2 separate regions of the Zea mays genome follow, and region 1 is linked to region 2. Evidence: chromatin contacts called from public Hi-C data. All regions are on one chromosome and are shown on one strand. Each heading gives the region's core, a stretch centred on a gene start, on an enhancer-like site or on the middle of the called end of the contact. The rest is flanking DNA. Distances are from core to core; before and after follow the strand shown.

Region 1 (3,476 bases), core at 857-3,356, 240 kb after region 2:
AGTCGCACCGGACAGTCCGGTGCATACCGGACAGTCCGGTGAATTATAGTGGACTAGCCGTTGGCGTTTTCCCGAAGCTGGCAAGTTCCTGAGGCCGACCTCTCTTGGCGCACCGGACACTGTCCGGTGTACACCGGACAGTCCGGTGAATTATAGCGGAGTTGCCTCTGGAAATTCCCGAAGGTGGCGAGTTTGCGTTGGAGTCCTCTGGTGCACCGGACATGTCCGGTGGTGCACCGGACACTGTCCGGTGTACACCGGACAGTCCGGTGATCCCAGACCAGAGGGCCTTCGGTTCCCACTTTGCTCCTTTGTTGAATCCAAAACTTGGTCTTTTTATTGGCTGAGTGTGAACCTTTTACACCTGTGTAATCTATACACTCGGGCAAACTTAGTTAGTCCAAATGTTTGTGTTGGGCAATTCAACCACCAAAATTAATTAGGGACTAGGTGTAAGCCTAATTCCCTTTCAGACATTATTGTCCCTTTTTAACTCAATCATCGGTCTCCACTCGAAATAGAGCACTATAAAACTAATAGATCCAACAAACTTGGAGGTATCAAATAGTCTCCAACTAATAGTTAGTCGGCCTATTCCAGCTAACAATGTTTTAACTGACTAACTATTTCCTCTAGAAGTTTTAAACATACCCTCCACTGTAAGCTTACATATCACTTCTCTCAAATCTACCTTAGCACATATCATGGTTGGATCCTATTATTATATTTGTCTTTAGTCGTTGATTATTAACATGTCTCATGCGAAAAACATGCATAAAAAATCTATACGATAGATATAGATCAGTGGATCAAACACAAGGGGGTGTTTGTTTGGGATTATAAACTGGCCAGATTATACAATCCAACAAATTTTAAACTAACACTTAGTTTTTAGTTCATGTTGGATTATATAATCTGGGCAGATTATAATCTCAAACAAATACCCCGTGAGTCGAGAAACGATGCAGAGATATGTATCAAAGAGAAATAACGAGAAACATGTTTGATTTTTCACTTGAGTAGTGTTATTCTCACGGTTTGTAATTTGTCGTCCTAGTTGGCGCCTCATATTTTGCAACACGCACTATCTTTAAATGTTGCCTTATCTAGACTTATTATACACATGTACAAAATCGTATACTCACTTTGTACTAAATTGTAATAATTTTTAGATCAGCTTCAATAGTTTTGTAAATTTAGGTCTCTAAATCACAACTTTAATGAGTTGCTAAATAACTTTAGGAGTAAAAAATTATAAGTTCTTCAACAACTCTCTAAATATAGGTTATAGTTTTATTTATGAATCTATCCATGTAAAAAATAAGTCACAAATATCAACAACTACCTTCATTGCCTACATAGTACAACCAATTTGTTTTTGGTTAGTGAGTTGGTAAATGATTGCCAAATGTAGAGAAGAAATTAGGTTAAATGAAAAATAGCTAAATTTAAAAAGTTCATTTAGAGAACTGTTGATAGGAGTTTTTAGGTAACTATCTAAATCAAGAACTTCTAAAGTTGCTCTTAGTTTTTTGTAGATATATATCTTTTGTTGTACACTTAAATATATAAATATATACTCTGTCTAGATATAAAATAAAAACAATATCTAGAAAATTCGAATTGTTTTATAATTTAAAACTGATGAAATACTTTTGAACATCAATGAATTAATCTATACTAGTCGCATGTTCTATATTCACAATATTTACAATATCTATCTTTTATAGAACATAAAAAATATGTATTTCAGTGGTTAGAAGCTAAATCTAGGAGAGAGAGGGAGGGTTAAGATTTGAACCCAAGTTTTGTGCTTATTTTTTATTTATTTCTAGTTGTGCACGGGGAGGAAGATGTATTAAATATAATCTAATTATAAAATGAACTGTGTTAATATTTGAACCCAAGTTCTATACCTATTTTTTATAATTTTCTAGCGGGTGCGTGGGAAGAAGATGTATTAAATATAATATAATTATAAAATTAATTATACAGACAAAGACTATAAATGACTACAGCGGCTCACGATTTGTACGAGCTCGTAAAAAACAAGAGGCATCCGTGGCCTCCTAGCAAATTCCGCTACGCAGCAACTATCCACGCTGTCGATCAGACCCGTCTGATATCTGAACTTCTGAGAGGAAAGGAACCCGATCTCCACCACGGCTCCACGACCACGAGCCCAACCGGGTAGCTTCTTCTTCGTCCGCTGTTACCCACACCGCGGGAAGCCTCCATGCGATCCCCTGGGCGGCGCCTACCAGCGCCGGCGCGGCTCGTCGCGGCTGCCCTCCTCCTCGCAGCTCTCACCGGGGGAGCCGTCGGCGCCGATGGGTACGGGCGGGCGAGGAGGGTGTACATGAAGAACAAGGTCCTGGAGATGTGAGTACTCAGCTGCCACGTGCTTCATCCCTCCCGTCTTCGGCTCTTCGCCGTTCATAATCTTTCTTCTGTCGGATCTTGTTGTGTGCGCCTGGGTGGTGTATCCAACCGACGTTGTCTAGAGATGTTGTAAACACGAAGCCTAGCTCTTCTAATTTGACGAGTTCTGAACTGAAGTTGTAAAACGAATCCTTACAATGCTAATCTTTTTTATTTGTTGGGTCAAATGCCAACATTTCGAGCTCACTTGTCTCTGGCCTAGGATTGGACCATTGGAGTGATACAGATACACCTCGCAAGTCGCAACAAAATTTCCATGCCAACGTGGTTGGCAAAATCTGATAGCACTTTGAGCTTAGCTTCTAGTACCACTGTTATTTGACGTTCTTTTGTTCTTTCTTGGATGGTTAGCTTCTTATGAACTGAGTTGACTTTAAAGCTCTTCCATATTTATGTTATTAAAGATGAATAGACTGTAGAGGTTGGTAAAATTGACATCTTCAGTTTTATGCTTCCAGGGCAGAGCACTGTTGCATAGCCTCTCAGGAAATCTATCTTCATGGATCATCGATGCTATTTACAGTGATATGTGATAGGCTGGCATATTTAGTGTTGTCAATCAAGATTCAAGGGTTCAGCATAACCTAGCCACATTAAAGCTGCTAACTTTTGTATTGTTGCCGCTCTCAAGATTCAGTGCTGTAAGCAATAACCCACAAGGGCGTGTGACAGGGTGCCCATGCGTTACGACCCATTCTCTTTGTTTCAAATTATAAATCATTTCGGCTTTTCTAGTTACATAGCTTTTGCGATGTATACGTACACTCTATCTAGATGCATAACTTCCGCTTTGTATCTAGAAAAGCCGAAACGACTTAAATTTGAAACGGATGGAGTATCTAGGAAGCCTAGGCTCTTATAGGTCTTAGCTTCACTGCGTTTTTTTTTTTGGTATTGATATACTTCCATTCCTTTCAGGTTTTACCATGCCTATGACAACTACATGACTTATGCATTCCCTGTATGTTAGCAGCCATCTTACTTTTGTTCAATAGCTTATTGACTAGCACGAGCTAATGTTCTTTCTTGATACC
Region 2 (3,395 bases), core at 53-2,552:
ATAAATTTGGTCAATTTTTGAATAGTTTGACTAGAGGCAGACCTAGAACTGCATCTTTTTCAGGACGAAGACAGTACAAATCGTTGTGGACCAGAATCAGATACATCAGTTCAAATGTAAGGTAAAGTAAGAGGTCGTACTGTGGCAGCAGATTGCTGCTCGGTTTGCTGAGAAGCCAAACCAGACTTGTCCCTTAACGCCCTTTCCTGAGAATTAGAAAACAAGAGAAATGACGGGTTAGATGGATGAGAGCTACAATTCTTGATCGAAGTATCACGCAGGGGACTAGACGCAGACCTTGAGTTCTAGCAACGCCATTGGGATTCCGCCGAAACCTATCCATGTGTAGCGATTCTTGGCTTTCCTCGAAAGAATCTTCTCACAAGGGAATTGAATAAAAACTAGAATCATACTTCATACCCAAACAGACCGCGCCAGAAATGAAGAATTCTGTCCCAGAAAGGCCGAAGAAGAAAAGAACTAACCCCGACACTCTCAAGCACATTGACAATGTCGTAGATCCGGCGCCTCTCCACGCCGAGCCGTTTGGCCGCTTCGTCCAGGCCGACGGACTCCACGTCCTCGCGGTTGTAGAGAACCACGAAACTAAAAAACAAGCATGGAGAACTGGGTCAGAACAGCAAGGAGAGCTCAGTAGCTACAAATGAAATTTCTTTCTAGACGTGTCGAGGCTGCACTGCAACAGGCTCACTTGGAGCAGAGGAGGCCGAGCGACTTGTCCTTGCGGCTGTACGCGTGGTGGCGGCCATTGGCGCCACCCGCGTGCATCGGCCGCGGCCGCGGCTGCGCCTGCTGCTCCTGCGGCAAAGCTGACGCCGCCGCCGCAGCTGCTGCCACCGCTACCTCGACGACGGTAGAGGAGGCCGCCACCATCGCCGTCGCCGATCCGCGTGAGGTGGTCGCGAGGAGTTTGCAGGATTTGAGTTCGCGTGGACGGTGCGGTGGTAGAGGAGGGAATTCCTGAGAGTGTTGTATATGTGGACGGATCTGACTTGTAGAAGGAGGTCGGAGGTAGGAGGCGCCGCTCCGGCCGTCGAATGGAATGTGACTGGAGGGCTTGATTTGGCGCGGTGGTGGCGGCCTGCCCGCGTTTCAAAATTTTCTCTGTCTGCTCCCGTGCGTCTGCCTCTGCCGTCGAATGTAATCTGGAGGGCCGTTTCGCTTGAGAGATCGGCTTGGCGTGGCTCGCAGGCGCATGGTGGCCTGGTGGGGGATGCGTGGCGTGCGTGAGCCGCGTGATGGCTTGCCTTGGGCAGTTTGAACTGAAATTTAAGCGGCTCACGCGCGCGGGCGAGCCGAGAGGAGGAGGAGGAGGAGGAGCGGGTGACCGGGCCGGGCCGTGGACCCATGGTGCCTGTGCGCGGATGCGACAGTCGGATTCGGAGGTTTTTGCGCGGTTGTGCGATTTTCTTCTGCTCATCGCGGCGGTCGCGCGTCTCGATGGGAAACGTGAACTCGTGACGGTTGACTTTTTGGCTTCAGTGATCTGCGGCGCCGCGCGCCCTCGCGCCAAACGTGAACTCGTGAGTTGCATTGCAACCTCCTCTCTGAATGACCGAATCGCAGTACTCCAGCCCTGTCGTACTGTGTCGTTGCAGGCGTTCCCTCCTGGCGCCTGCTGCTGCTTACCGTGCCGTCGGGCAAAAGCAAAGGGGCAGTAACTTGACTCCTGAAGTTCTGGACCTCCCTCATTCAGGGCATGACATCTATCTGCACTTCTTCAGCTGTTCGCTTATTCAGTTCTTCAGCTGTTAATTCAGCAAGGAACGCTGCGCCCTTGGCTCTCTTGCGCAACTACAGATGTGGAATGGACTTATCCATTCATACTATGGCAGATTGGCAGGTCCATGCGGCCGCTTTCTTGGGCCGTAGAGACGGGCCAAGTCATGTCCCAACTGCGAAATTGCAGTTTGTCTAGCAGCTACTCCCTCCCAATCTCAAGGTATCATCCGAAGATGTAGGGGGTGATTAGTTGCCCACATTCGGCTCAGCTGATTCAAGATCCTCGCTCCCAGACCCATGGAGCCTGGTCGGGGCGGTGCGAGGACGTGAGCACGGGAGGCCGAAATCAACTGCACAACCTTGCAACCAAAATTCCAGAGCTGCTAGAGCTAGACCAGGCTGAGAGAAGACAACCAAAAAAACCTTACACATCTCCACTCCAGCATGGCAGCCATGGGCCTGAATGTCTGTTTCCGCCGAGCCTGGATAGAGAAAGCAACTAATCAGGCCCGTAATAATGCCTTTCTTACTCGAATGGCCCTCCTTGCCCCAGATGCAGCTGCATGCAGCATGCTGTGAGTTGCTGGTTGGAGAACCATTGCAGGTTTGCAGTGGCAGCCGCAGCCCGCAGCTCCTTTTAAGCTGAAGCGAGTGTGTTTTATCAGACTTTCTTCTACCTCCTTATTTTTCTTCTTAATACTAAGGGGAAAAAAACACACTTTGGAATCATGGTAAAGAAAAGACGCTCGGGAACATAGAAGCGCTTTATCCGGCCTATGTACAAGACGCATCCATAGTTCTGTAGGATGGTGATACATTGTGATTATAAAGCTACTTGTTTCTCTAGTTACGATATGACTTATGACAAACACAGCGGTCGTTCTCATGCCAAAGCCAAACCCAGCGTAGTCCACGGCTTGGGGGGGTGCCTGATTGCGTCGGTGACAAGTGAGGCTGTCCGATAAAGAAGCCTCCCTCGCGCTCCACCACATGATGTGAATGCAGCTCCTCAGCTTAGCATAGTACTCAAACAGTTTAGCTTCGGAGTGACTCATACATCCATAGTTCACGCGCACGCCATGCTTTCAGAAGCTTCCAAAAATGACAATGTACGTTCCTTAGGAAAAAAAAGAGGTCGCGGTGGAAAAGAGAACTACAGCCGCCTCCATGATAATAAGCAAACTCGAGCAGTTCACGCTTGGAACAGAATGTCTTCATCATGCCTAACCCGCCCTGAGTAATTTAGGTACGAAGATATTAGGTACCAAGTAGTTGAGAGGGGAATAATTATATTATGGAAAATATATTGCAAATGTAAATGTAGGTTGGTGGGAATCGAGAGGGAAGCCCCACCTGCCTTAAAAGAGAAAGGTGCTCAAGGATGCATTGCATATTAAGAATTCAGAATTGAGACGGACATCATAACTTCAAAACCGTACCGATTTATTATGTATGAAAAGTACTACCTTTATGTTGCATTGTTATTGTCAGCTTCTAACTTCAGCAATCTATTCTTTTGGAATATCTGATTGTCCTAACAAGTAACAACCATATCAAAGTTTTTGATTAACAAAGAATTACCTTCACTTTTGTAAAGTTTTATCCTTCTTCCTGCCTTCATGAGTAACCATTGTTTTCCCTGCAGATGAAAT

Evidence for each region. Hi-C and Micro-C count contacts between places; a contact is called where the count stands out from the background.
Region 1: a contact with region 2 is called in a Hi-C map of leaf, with 5 times the contacts expected there. The contact joins the promoter of LOC103627708 here to the promoter of LOC103627702 in region 2. A contact is called at or near these places in 3 of 25 Hi-C or Micro-C datasets (ear, leaf and tassel).

The regions. Positions count from the first base shown.
Region 1 is chr5:214,242,397-214,245,872 of Zm-B73-REFERENCE-NAM-5.0, forward strand. It overlaps LOC103627708 (alpha-mannosidase I MNS5), which reads left to right and starts at 2,107. Exons shown (of 15, transcript XM_008648017.3): 1 at 2,107-2,382; 2 at 3,361-3,403. The coding sequence starts at 2,237.
Region 2 is chr5:214,006,007-214,009,401 of Zm-B73-REFERENCE-NAM-5.0, forward strand. It overlaps LOC103627702 (E2F transcription factor-like E2FE), which reads right to left and starts at 1,303. Exons shown (of 12, transcript XM_020538689.1): 1 at 713-1,303; 2 at 486-606; 3 at 298-375; 4 at 141-206. The coding sequence starts at 894. LOC100281101 (microtubule-associated protein TORTIFOLIA1) reads right to left here. Exons shown (of 5, transcript NM_001154020.2): 4 at 3,325-3,395; 5 at 2,476-2,976. The coding sequence ends at 3,327.